2 separate regions of the Sus scrofa genome follow, and region 2 is linked to region 1. The links are chromatin contacts, called in public HiChIP or PLAC-seq maps. All regions are on one chromosome and are shown on one strand. The core of a region is the stretch at or near the end of the contact, and the rest is flanking DNA. Distances in the headings are between cores, read along the strand shown.

Region 1 (3,185 bases), core at 310-2,809:
AAGTAAGACTGTCCGAGGCTTACAACCCGCTGATAACCTCAAGGGCAGCTGAGATCTTCATTACTGTCTGCCCCACACAGAGGTGCCTCAGAGGGCTGTGCTTTTCAGTTCCTGAGCCAGTCTTAATAGCATTTTTAACTTCTTCCTGACAATCAGATTTGTTTTGTTTTGTTTTGTTTTGTTTTTAGGGCCATACCCGTGGCATATGGAAGTTCCCTGGCTAAGGGTCCAATCAGAGCTGCAGCTGCTGACCTATGTCACAGCCAGAGCAATGCAGGATCCAAGTTGCATCTGTGACCTACACCACAGCTCATAGCAATGCCAGATCCTTAACCCACTGGCAAGGCCAAGGACAGAATCTTTGTCCTCACAGATACCAGTCGGGTTCGTGAACGCTGAGCTACAACGGGAACTCCCAGCAGTCAGACTTTGAAAATCAATTTTAAAACAATCTGCAGGTCTCCTCTGCCAACTCAGTCCTAATGAACTATATTTGCTGTTTCTGTTGGCTGGGGGACATGATAACCAATCTTGTGAGAAAGTGGATTTTTTGAATTGGATAGAAAGCTCTTCAGCCTTAAGAAATAAAATTCCCACACCTGCTACAATATGGATGAACCTTGAAAATGTTACACTAAGTGAAATAAGCCAGACATAAAAGGACAATTATTGTACGATTCCACTTACACGATATACAAAGAGAAGTCAAATTCATAGAAACAGAAGACAAAATAGTGGTTACCGGGGCCTGGAGGGTGGCAGGTAGGTGGGAGGCAACAGGGCAGTTGCTGTTTAATGAGTACAGCGTCTCAGTTCGGAATGACAGAAAAGTTCTGGGCATGGATGGTGAGCATGGCTATACAACATTGTGAATGTGCTTAATGTCACTGAACTTAAGATGCACTTAAAAATGGTCAGGAGTTCCTGTGGTGGCTCAGTGGTTAACGAATCCGACTAGGAACCATGAGGTTGCGGGTTCAGTCCCTGGCCTTGCTCAGTGGGTTAAGGATCTGGCGTTGCCGTGAGCTGTGGTGGAGGTCGCAGAGGCGGCTCGGATCCCACGTTGCTGTGGCTGTGGTGTAGGCCGGCAGCTACAGCTCCGTTTAGACCCCTAGCCTGGGAACCTCCCTATGCCGTGGGAGCCCGCCCTAGAAAAGGCAAAAAGACAAAAAAAAAAAAAAATGGTCAAAACTGCAAGTTTTAGTTATATCAGTTTTGTTTATCAGATAAACATGCACCCACATTCATATTATATATGTTTATGTATTTTAAAGCAAAGCTGTTAAGAATGATGGCCCAACTCTAATGAGGAATGGGTATGACCTTCGGCACGTGAGCTTTATGAATATCCTTCTGCATAGCAGGGGTGGAAATTACTTCCTCCTTCCTAGATGTGTTGAGGATCACCATAATTGCTTAAACAGAGATTTCTGAGGGCGTTAATGGGCTTTGCAGCCATAAAGGCTTTTTATTCACAAATGACAACACTGGTGACAGATGGGTCCTCTTCATTTCCATGTGGACACTATGAATCATCCCAGGGAGGGGGTGTGTGAGTGGGAGGGGGCAGAGGAAGGGCGGGGCCTTCTTTTTACGCTGGAAACCAGGGAGCCCATCCTGGGCACAGAACCCAAACCCACCCTTCTCTTGTCCTGAGACCAAGCCAGACAACTCAGTCGTCACATATTTAACCATCAAAAGAGCAAAGATCCTAATTACCTGAAGCCATTAGGATTTTAAGGATTTATAAAAAATACATAAAGCAATCTTGCAGATATTATACTGTTGGGTTATATCTTATAAATTAAACAGTTTAGGGTTTTTTGGACCAATATTTTTAAAGCGGTCTGGTCTGTAAAAGAGAAGGGACATAGCTGGTGGTGTGTTTAGTTCAATAAACACAGAAGCCAGGGTTTGGTATTGAACTCTGTCTCATTTAATGAAAGGTTACTATTGTCCGTCTGCCTGAATAAATTCCCCTTCCTTTTTTGCTTCCTTGTGAAATACCATGAAGTTCCACTCTAAAAGTTATAACATGTTGTGCTGGGAAGAAATTTTTTAATTTGTATATGCTTGATTAAACAAATCCCTTAAAATATTTTTTCCACCTGAATTTGAGTTACTTAACTCTGCACATGAACCTAAGATTAAATATTCCATCCATATGTGTTTAATAATCACCAAGAGATATAACAATTAACAAGACTGCAGGAAGGAAAAAAGAGAGTTTAGTAAGGAGACTAGTAAGAGTTTCCTACCTTGTCAGAATTTGATGTTTAAGTTCCTTTTAAGAAAGTAGTTTCCTGGCCCATGCTGAAACTCCCTGAGCCCTGCAGATCAACACAGCATCCTGTTCAGATGTTATTATGGAAACACTGTGCTGTTCTAGGCCAAATGTATCCAAATTAAACCAAGGGGAATGGAAATAACTGTCCCTTGATGCACCGTGGTTACCGAAGGTGGGTTTGTTTATGAGTAGAATAAAATTTACAGCTAAATATAAAAGCAGATACATCATCATCTTGTAAACTTGAGTAACATGTCATTCCACCTCTGGACTCTGGAAAAAACACTAAGGTCATGCCTAAAATAAGAACAGTGAGGGCTGAGGATCACACCAGGGGTAAAACCGCAGACTTTTCCCACCTTTTGATTAAGGCATTAGGCAGGTAACAATTGGACAGTGAGATCATTTCTCTTGAATCGGGAAAGCACTGTGGGTGTGTTATTCCAACACACACACACACACACACACACTTACCCCAGGGAGAGTTTCTGAATCAGGTGTCTGGTCTTGGTGTGAAGAAGTGATTATGACTTATTTTTCAAAGGCTATTTATACAGACTATTGGAGCCAAAGAGGAGAGACAGAAGCATTTTGTTTCTCTGTGTGTGTCTCTTTTTTTTTAAACTAGGAAAGAACTTTTAAAGTCCACATTGTAAGAGATTTTACCTCCTAGTTACTGAGATAAAGAAGGCTAATGGACTTCCTAAAGAGACACAAAAGAAACCAAAACATCACATGCACCAAATTGTTACTTTTAATAGGTTTGTGTTTTAAATTTTTAAAAATTTCTTGATGTTTCAGAGGACATCAGTTACCACTTGGATTGCCTGAAAAAGGATCTGCTTTTGCCTCTTGCCAGGCCAAGTTACTTGATTTTGCAGAACCTCTGTTTCCTCGT
Region 2 (2,910 bases), core at 375-2,874, 130 kb before region 1:
TGGAAATGGCCACATGTCTCCCCAAGGAGTAGAAACCTCATGCCCTCCCTGACTTCAGCGACAACCTTGCTAAGGGGCGTTTAGGCTGATGGCTCATAAATCTTTTATGAGCCTCCAATCCTAACTTTGAATCAAATATATCCAGTATAACTCAGGTGCTTCAAACCCAACACACCCCCAAAGGGAACACATAAAGCTTTCCCCAAATCTGCCTCTAAAAACCCAACCAGCAGCCTTGACAGCCTACAACATAGCCGGAAAGACACAAGTGATCTCAACTTCTTCCCTACCCACCAACACGCCATCACTGCCTTCTCTATGGATGGCTCCTCTTTCCAGTCAGTGCTGCAGCTCCCTTAACCCCACTGCGCTGCTGCTGATCTTCCCAACTCACAGGGACCTTCAGCCTGCCCTTGGCACCCCTTCGAGGGGGTGCCTCTTAAACAACAAAGCAATTGCATCCTTCTCTCTCATTCCAGTGCCCTGAGTGGTTTCCTGTTGTCCACAGGGTGAACTGGCCCCAACCCACATTTCCAGCCCTACCTCTCCCCATGCTCACCCCACGCCTTAAACTCCATGTCCTATTGGCAGCATCGGCCTGGAACCTCATACCTCCAGCTGATCCCAGCTCACACACCCTCCTCGTGCCTCTCAGGACTCTGCTCAAACACCATCTCATCTGCAAAGCCTTTCTTGGCCAAGCCCTGTCACCTCCCCATCACACTCCTTTCTTGCTCTGCCCATCTCTGCCTGCTGTTGAGCTCTCTGCTACACATCTGCCTCTTCTCCTCAAGGGCAGCACCTGTATCTCATCCATCTGTGTCTTCCCAGGTTCCAACAGTGCCTGGCACGGGGTAGAAGTATGTAAGCATTTATGGGATGAATACATACATAAACTGAAATCAAAACAATTTAAACTCAATCCATAAAGAGAGGGCTTTGCTCATGGAAGATGGACTCATTATCTACTGTAGGAATCTCAGGACTGTCTGGGGCTGGGGCAGAAGCGTGGCTTTTAGTAGATTTCCGAGTCTACTATGTCAGAGCCTTTAGAACTTGGCAGAGATGTCTAATCCCTTTGAGCCTCAGTTTGTGCATCTATAAAATCAGGGGAATGACATCGGCTACAATGGCTGGAGTGAGAATGCTGTGAGATAACATATAAAGATCCTTCAGAGGGGGTGCTGTGGGAAGGAGCAGATAACAGCACTCTCTCCATCCATCAACAGAACTGAACTGAACACAGACCCTGACTGGCTCTGTTCTGGGGCCTGGGGGAAACAGCAGGGGCAGAGCAAACCTTCTGCCTCAAGGAATGGGTGGCCAACTTGAAGAGGCAAAATATCCTCATTGGAAAGGTTGAGAAACCATACAGAAAGTCAGTATCAGATGAGTCCGGAAGCCAGACACAATTCATGAGTCAGGTTGCTGTGGGATGTGTGGTGCACGGAGCTGGGGAGCCACCTCTGGGGCTCTGACGGTGAGGAGAGACACTGGTGGAAGAGGAAGGTCTCAGAGAGCCAACCTGCTGGGATGGAAGCTGCAGGGCTCCCTGGAGTCTAGGAGAGGGGATGGCTCAGAGATTGAGTTTGTCACCTGTAGGTTCAGCATTCTGCTCTCTGCTGCCCCCTATTGGCGTGGAGAGAGAGGACGAGGATAGTGGCTGAGATGCAGAGAGGGAAAGGCGTGTAGGTGAGGGGGGAGACGAGAAATGGGGGCAGGCAGTGGGAAAGAGAGGAGGGCTTGCCTGGGTCACCTGGAACCCTCTCCTTCTTTCTATCCCTAGTGTGCTTGTCACACTCTCTCTCTTCTGCCCACCCCCCTCCAATGTTCTCTTTGCACCTCCCAGGCTCATCACCTGAGTTCTTCCAGGACCCCAATGTGGACCACTGGTGTGACCAAGGTAAGAAGCACTTGGCCTTCTTGGAGTTCCTGTTCTCACTGCTTGCCTTGCCCAAGGGTATTCCCCAAGTAAGACCAGAAACCATTTTGGCCCCGAATGAAGTCTGTTGAGGGGAAAAATAAAAGGCTGAGGGGGCAGAAGACAGGAAGGGACAAAGAAGCGAAGGGAGCAAGAGTTAACACAAAGCCTCCCTCCAGCAGCCGGGGATTGTCCCTTGGGGGGAAAATTGCAAATACTTTCCCATCCACCTCAGCCCAGTGGTTTCAACCTACAGAATAAGACGGGGCTTCAGGACTTAGAACACTGGCTTGCGGGGCCAGATACATCTTCACTGGGAGGGCTTCGTGGGATGTTCAATAGAAACCCCAGCGGAGAAGGGACAACAAAAATGTCTCCAGACCTTGCCACTGTCCCCTGGGAGGCAAACTCAGCCCTGCGGAGATGCCCTGCCTTAGAACATCAGTAAGCTCTACCCAAATGCCCGGAGCTGGGTCTCCCCCACCTTGCCCAGACCTGAGCATGTCCACCTGACACTCAGAAATGTAGGCTTCTTTCCAAGGCCTGGGAATCCCTTTCCAAGTCCTAATTCTTTTTGCGGGAGGCGGGGTGGTGGTGGTGGAGGGGCTCTGCTGTTCTGTTCAGTAACTGCAAACCAGTGGACTTCATAACCTCAATGGGCTCTGTGCCCAGAGCCCCGATTTCCCCATTTCTTGGGCCACCAGAGATGCAGGTCAAAGCGTTTGCCCAGAAGCAGCTCCAGGCTGGAGGAGTAAACCACGGGGTCTCTTTCTTCCATTCTTCTCCACCTTCTGTCCTCTGAGCTGGCTGCTCAGTGAGAAAAAGGCACAGCAACAACTCAAGCCAGGGGCCACCCTCCTTCACATTGTAGACAGCGATCCTGGAGCTAAATAAGAAAGCTTTCGTACAAATCAACAATTAAGTTACTCATGGGTCTGACAGGTTTTTTTTTTTTTTTTTTTTTTTTTTCCCCCCTGAGAAATTAAGAA

What was found. HiChIP or PLAC-seq counts read pairs in DNA pulled down with a chosen protein or histone mark.
Region 2: an H3K27ac HiChIP or PLAC-seq map of alveolar macrophages shows a contact between it and region 1. The contact joins two enhancer-like sites. A contact is called at or near these places in 6 of 47 Hi-C or Micro-C datasets (alveolar macrophages, blood, fibroblasts and 2 more) and 2 of 2 datasets of contacts at active chromatin or transcription factors (alveolar macrophages and skeletal muscle).

Annotation. Positions count from the first base shown.
Region 1 is chr1:158,353,280-158,356,464 of Sscrofa11.1, reverse strand. The region is part of intron 1 of BCL2 (apoptosis regulator Bcl-2); the gene reads right to left. Among named protein-coding and RNA genes, the nearest start is that of BCL2, 17 kb to the right of the region's middle. Within about 2 kb of position 1,559, at least 5 of the 83 cell types and tissues checked have an H3K27ac peak or open chromatin away from gene starts, as enhancers often do. A contact at or near this core is called in alveolar macrophages, where this site is marked.
Region 2 is chr1:158,487,930-158,490,839 of Sscrofa11.1, reverse strand. All of the region lies in intron 1 of BCL2 (apoptosis regulator Bcl-2), which reads right to left. Among named protein-coding and RNA genes, the nearest start is that of BCL2, 150 kb to the right of the region's middle. Within about 2 kb of position 1,624, at least 6 of the 83 cell types and tissues checked have an H3K27ac peak or open chromatin away from gene starts, as enhancers often do. A contact at or near this core is called in alveolar macrophages, where this site is marked.